Linked DNA regions of Mus musculus: region 2 is linked to region 1. A link is a contact called in public HiChIP or PLAC-seq data. All regions are on one chromosome and are shown on one strand. The core of a region is the stretch at or near the end of the contact, and the rest is flanking DNA. Distances in the headings are between cores, read along the strand shown.

Evidence for each region. HiChIP or PLAC-seq counts read pairs in DNA pulled down with a chosen protein or histone mark.
Region 2: an H3K27ac HiChIP or PLAC-seq map of embryonic stem cells shows a contact between it and region 1, with 9 read pairs. The contact joins two enhancer-like sites. A contact is called at or near these places in 4 of 484 Hi-C or Micro-C datasets (the HL-1 cell line, embryonic stem cells and stem cell-derived neural progenitor cells) and 4 of 115 datasets of contacts at active chromatin or transcription factors (embryonic stem cells and pancreatic cancer cells).

Annotation. Positions count from the first base shown.
Region 1 is chr10:108,430,672-108,433,933 of GRCm38.p6, reverse strand. The region is part of intron 1 of Gm36283 (predicted gene, 36283); the gene reads right to left. Among named protein-coding and RNA genes, the nearest start is that of Gm36440, 13 kb to the left of the region's middle. Within about 2 kb of position 1,648, at least 46 of the 459 cell types and tissues checked have an H3K27ac peak or open chromatin away from gene starts, as enhancers often do. A contact at or near this core is called in embryonic stem cells, where this site is marked.
Region 2 is chr10:108,568,250-108,571,511 of GRCm38.p6, reverse strand. The region is part of intron 9 of Syt1 (synaptotagmin I); the gene reads left to right. Among named protein-coding and RNA genes, the nearest start is that of Gm36601, 110 kb to the right of the region's middle. Within about 2 kb of position 1,546, at least 55 of the 459 cell types and tissues checked have an H3K27ac peak or open chromatin away from gene starts, as enhancers often do. A contact at or near this core is called in embryonic stem cells, where this site is marked.

The DNA.
Region 1 (3,262 bases), core at 399-2,898:
GGCCCTGGAAAAGATTTGAAAACATGAACTATGTTAAGTACTGTGTCTTGTCTCGGGAGCATCTAAAAGCCTAGAGATCTTGGCTTGGGAAATTTAGAAAAACAAACACTAACTCAGATGACTGGAGAAATAAAGAATAATTTAAGTTTTGGCCCTAACTATACTTGTCATTCTACGAGAATAGCCCTGGCTTTTGTTTGTCTTTGCTGTTTCTATTCTGCCCACATGGATTAAACCAAGGAAAAGTAGCTGAATCTAAGCTCATTCCAGTGTGAGCCATACAACCTATGAACTCCGTTCTAAATCAAGTTTCATTTACTGACTTCCCTGAGTCACGAATGTGTGACCTACTGGAATCCACGATGGGGGTCACAGAATGAGATTATACACCAAAGAAGGAATGCAAAAAAAAAAAAAAAAATTCAAGCAAGACTGGAAACAACCAACCCAAGTCATAACTTAGGAAAAATGAACATCTTTTGAGTATAAACACCAATTCTTCTAGAAAACACAGACAGCAGATGTACCTGAATTCATTCATTCATTTATATTATAAATATTATAAAATATGAGGGAGATACTATCATGACCATTTTTTGTATTACGAAGTAGAGGTGCAAGAAAAGGAGATGACAGTCCCTTAGCCATGAATCAAATCTTCTATATGATCATTATTGTATGGGGTGGTTTAAATTTTAAGCTCTTGGGCCAGCAATAGGGCTCTGAGGTTAGAGGTGTTGGCTCACAGGCATGGCAACCTCACTTTAATTTTTGGGCCCTAAAGGTGACATTGGAGAATAGACTCAGAGTTGTCCTCTGACCTCCACAGATACACTAAGGCATGTGGATACACACACACACACACACACACACACACACTAAAATTTAACCCTTTGTGTTCTTTTGGCTAGGGTTTATATTTGCTATGCTACACCATGACAGGAATCTTCCTTAAAATTCAAAACATTTCTATTTCATCTTAATCTCCGGTTTTGCTTTTTTAAGCAGAGCTGTTTCTTTTGGCTTAAAAACAAAATTTAAACACATAAGAACACCTAATCACATACATACATCAGAGTTCTATAAACAGCGCAGAAATATTCACTACTTGAACACATCAGTAGGCAAAAGGGAGATTGGGGAAAAAAACAACCCTATGTTAATTCCTATTTTAGCAGTATTTACTGAGTTTCCCTTTGTTTTGCTGATTCTGTGTCTCTTTCACACGCTACTGTTACACAAGCAGAAAACTGTGTCCACATTTTATAAGTAATAAGAACTCATTAGTTATAAAATATTTCAAATAGTACCTAACATTCATTGATGGGGTTGGAATTTTGAAAAGGGAAAAGAAAAAGAACCAAAATTCCAGGACCGCCTGATGTAATATCTTACGAGACAAGGCAGGGCTGGCCTCCCCTCCCCCTCCTTTAAAGCTTCCTTGTTTAGTATTTAGAACGCTGTGTCCACATTCAGTGAATTCCTTACATTCCTTTACTGCTGGCCCTCTGAACCACGAATCCAAATTAGGTAGTCATTTTACCTGTTACACAATAAATCAATTGTCTTGCACAAGTTTCACAGCGTATCAGTGACAAGAAGAGAGGGCAAATCTCTGATGGCTGGCTATCCTAACCACACCGGGTCAGTAGTGTACGCTGTGGCTAACAAGATCTGCTGCGACACCATCACTGGGATCAATACCGTTCGCAGAACTAGGCTTCATTCAATACATTCTTTAGTTTCTGGGTGCTCGAGATTTCCTTTTTCTTTTTTTAAACTAGCTCTGCCTCTTTTTGTTTATTCATGCTTGAGAAACAATAAGACGGGTGTTTTTTGTTGTTGTTGTTGTTGCTGTTTATAAGTGGGGACAGGATGGAGTGTGGGGACCACTGTCAAAAGCAAAAAGCAACACCTGAATAAACCCCAACTAAACAAACCTACTGATTCAATGAGCGTTAAGGACATAAAGGGCTGTTGCATGGCTTAGAAAGTGAATGGCTCCAACAAGTGTTTGCTGACAGGAGCCTGATATAGCTGTCTCCTGAGAGGCTCTGCCAGAGCCTGACAAATACAGAGTTGGATGCTTGCAGCCAACCATTGGACTGAGCACAGGGTCCTCAATGGAGGAGTTAGAGAAAGGACTGAAGGAGCTGAAGGGATTTGCAGCCCCTTAAGAGGAACAACAATATCAACCAACCAGTACTCCTAGAGCTCCCAGGGACTAAACCACCAACCAAAGAGTACACATGGAAGGACCCATGGCTCCTGCCGCATATATAGCAGAGGATAGATGGCCTTGTTGGACATGAATGGGAGGAGAGGCCCTTGGTCCTATGAAGGCTCGATGTCCCAGTGTAGGGGAATGCCAGGGCAGGGAAGCAGGAGTGGGTGGGTTGATGAGCAGGGGGAGGGGGGATGGGATAGGCGGTTTTTGGAGGGGAAACTAGGAAAGGGGATAACATTTGAAATGTAAAGAAAAGAAAATGTCTAATAAAAAAATTATTTGGGGGAAAAAAAAGAAAGCGAATGTCTGTCAGTCTTGAGGGTTTCAGGTTGTAAGTGCAAGGGACAGGGTGAATTTACAATCAAGCCTCATCTTTGTGAAATACTTTTTTTTTTTTTTTTTTTTATTTTTTAAGATTTATTTATTATTTTATGTAAGTACACTGTAGCTGTCTTCAGACACACCAGAAGAGGGAGTCAGATCTTGTTACGGATGGTTGTGAGCCACCATGTGGTTGCTGGGATTTGAACTCTGGACCTTCGGAAGAGCAGTCGGGTGCTCTTACCCACTGAGCCATCTCACCAGCCCCGTGAAATACTTTTATAGCTGGCGTTACAAAACTGAAATAAGAAAAAGACATCAGTTGACTTATAAACAGGGAAGAGGTGGGGACGGGAACTCCATCAGCAGGGCAAAACACGTCGAAGGAAGACATACATGTGTGTGCACACATGAATGCACACTCACGCACGCATGCAAGCTCTCGAGTACACACACACACACAAGTTAAAAAGGAAGTCTAGTTATTTAGAGGAAGTAATAATTGACTGGCTAGAGAAGATGTAGACACAATCCTTTCACATGAAGAAGAAACGTAACAAAGGCACCTGGGAGGGATGCGGGATGTGCCACAGAGCAACAGCGCTTGACTAGGTGGGCAAGGTCCACGGTCCGAGTCCTCTAAGAAAGCACCCGGTAAATCTCCACCCACCACATCACAGACACTGGTCCAGTCGTCCAAAAGTCTACGGTCTC
Region 2 (3,262 bases), core at 297-2,796, 140 kb before region 1:
TCTATGTGGCCTGACCTTGCTCGCCAAGATGCATGCCTACGGCACGGTTTAACAGTCATTACAGGCCAGAGCCTAATAATAAGTAGGTGTCTGAAAATGCCAGTGTTTGTCCCTGCCTCCTTGGCATCCAGTGGAGATGCAAGTCAGCCATGAACAGACCCTCTCCTGAGAGCCACCAGGGTGCAGCAGAAAAGACACAAACTGGCATTGCAAACCCTGAATGGAAAACCCATGACCTTTCAGCCCCTCGGTCTGCTCATCCATAAAATTGGGATATTAAACACAGCTTCATTGCTGAGTTCACAGATGAGGTAACATTAGGTGGAAGTTCTAAGTAGAGAGCATCACAGAGCTGCCTATTATTCTAAGCAAGAGAAAATTCTTCGTTAACTTTTAATATTTTTTCATACCAAAGCTTGATTCAAGGTGTGTGTGTGTGTGTGTGTGTGTGTGTGTGTGTGTGTGTGTGTGTGTGTGTGTTCCTCCATAGCTGATATAACCATGTCTATAAGCTAGCCACATATGTGCATGGTTATTGGATGTTTACAGTAACGTTATTCACAATACTCAAAAAAGTGAAAGCAACTTTGCTAAATGAATGGGCAAATCCCATACAAGCAAGGGAACCACACTTTGTAATGGACACAGACAAACTTGATACACTTGACAGTGTGCATCTAAAGCTACAGAGAAGACAAGGGGGTGATGGAAATGTTCTATGCCTTATATGGTTGGACAGCTTGTCATTGAATTATCCTCTAATGAAGTTACTGAAAAATAAATACAAAATTGGCTCACAGCATTGCTTTTTAAACTATCCCTACTAGGTAACCTTTTAATGAGCGTTTATAGGTCTCATGATATCTGCTCTGCTCTTCCAGCCTTCTCTGTCTTTTCTCCTTTCACTCTCTACATAACCATGAGAGCAAATGAGATTGAAAATAGCAAGATATCATACACTATATCACTCAGCGATATGCAAAATTAAGCCATGTGTCTGTGGTGAGCAGGAAGTACATACAGGACTTTAATGTATGTCTCCTAATTACCTGAGAAGCAGCTATGACAGCATCCAGAAACTAGCCCAGCAAGTTCTCTCCTCTCTTGATAGCATTTAACCATGATCCCCAGCATATTTTATAAGAAGTAAGATAGGATGTATTTCTCAGGATAACTGTTCTTCAGTATCTTGTTGGGAGTTATTTCTAGGCCCAACCCATTCAACTCCAGTGTATGCCCAAAAGCTGAGAATGTTCAAGTTCTATATACAAAGTGATCTAGTCCTTGCAGATCACTGTACACTTCCCATTCTCTGTGGGTATACCTGTCAAGCATGATATAATGTAAATGATGTGCTGACAGTAGCTCTGTTGTACAGCTGAAGGAATGGGGACCGGAAGGAAGAAAAGGGAAAGTCTCTCTATGTTAAGTACAAATGCAGTTTTTGTTCTTGTTTTTTTTTAAATAGGTTCAGTTAAGGGTTGGTTAAACCAATAGGTATGGAGAGGAGACTTGAGTGATAGCCTCAGTTCTCAAAGCCGGTGACTTTGTTGTCTAAGATTCCAGAGCTCTCTTCCAAATTCTTCTCTTATGATAGCACGCCCAGGACAAACTCAGTTAATTGGCCCAGAAGCAGAAGAAAGGAAGGAAGGACAGAGTCTGTGCAGCCCTCATTATCAAGTTGGTATCTGACAGCCAGACCTCCCCTCCCCACTACAGTGAGCCTCTCCCGCACCCCCACCCCACCCCACCCCACCAACCCAATGAGCTAGAATCTGTAGGAACAACATCAATTTGACTAGAAGTGGCAGGGCCTAGTCCCTGAGCAACCCCCTGTTGCCTTGCCTAATAATTTTGCCCCAGCTAATAAATACCTAATTGGATTCAATGAGTCCGCAGTCACTGCGAGATGTTGTTTTGTAACCACATGGGGAGTGGGGAGAGAGAGAGGAAAATAAAGAAGAATAGCACACATCTCAACTCACATCCTTTCATGACCCTCTGACCCTCTTTTAGCTTGTTTTCTTCTCTCTGAAATTTCATTTTCTATAACACACTTGTCCTCGGGCTGTGCCCATCCTAGCAATTCAACCCTTGGAAGAACTCTTTGCTTAGATTGTGCCTCACCCCTCTAGCCTTCATCTAAAGTGAATTGTTCACCTTGCTAATAGAAAAGCCTGTTCTTTTAAAGCATTTACTAAGAACTTAGATATGAACTATGAGGGGAAAAAAAAAACAAAAAACCCTGTGTATTGCTGAGTCCCGAGGTGAGGTAAGATCTTCTCCGTTTCCCTCTTTGATGTGTTATTTAGCTAACTGCCCAAGGTGTCCGCATCTGCACTCTTGAACTGTGTCTCTCTCAAACAACTAGCCAGCCAGTCCCAAGGTTAAATCAACCTTGCGTTGCTAAGGAAGCATTTTCTGTGAAACTATAAACCTGGTGACTATGTGGTAGACTCTAGTGTTAACGTATAACGCTAAGGCCAGCAAACACAAAATTACAAGGTGTATTTCAGCCAGATCCTCAAATGAAAAGCTCCCTACAAATGTATTATGATCAAGGCTGCATTCTTTTCCCCTGGACAAAGACATGTTTAGTATTCACACAATAGGGTTCAGGGCCGGGGAACTAAACTTCATTATGTGAGTTAAAGGTAAGAGAATACTATCCACAAGCTAACTTAAATAGAGAAATATCTATTAAAACTCTCCCCCAGATATCATAACATATATAGATTTTTGACTCATAGCTGCCAGTTGACATTCATGTAGAGCTAATCATTAAAGATGCTAAAACTTAATATTTGCTTGCAAGCAAGGCATCACAATGGATTGTTTTTCATCCTGGGTGAGTCGTCGGGACGAAGCCATTTTTTCGTCGGGACGAAGCCATTTTTTTTGTTTGTTTGCTCTGTTTACATGATCCTTGGCTTTCCCTCCTTGTCAAATTTCAAAATGATTTAACCTGAAATGTAAAACAATAGTGGACTCTGATTATCAACTAGAATTATTCATTTTTAAGATGAGTCTCCAGCCACGGGAGCCCCTGCACCCTGTGCTGAGGGGCCAGGGAGGCTACATTCATTCCTAGTAACACATTTAACTAGAGGGACATTAACTTTCTAAAGCAAGCGCAGCGGGAGATCGGGGTCATGCAGAGGGCAGACACAGCGTCAGCCAAGGAACTATTTGTGGAATTGGAGATGTGTACGCTGCAAAAGAAGAGACTTAAAGCAAACACAACACTGTCTGGAAGAAGTAA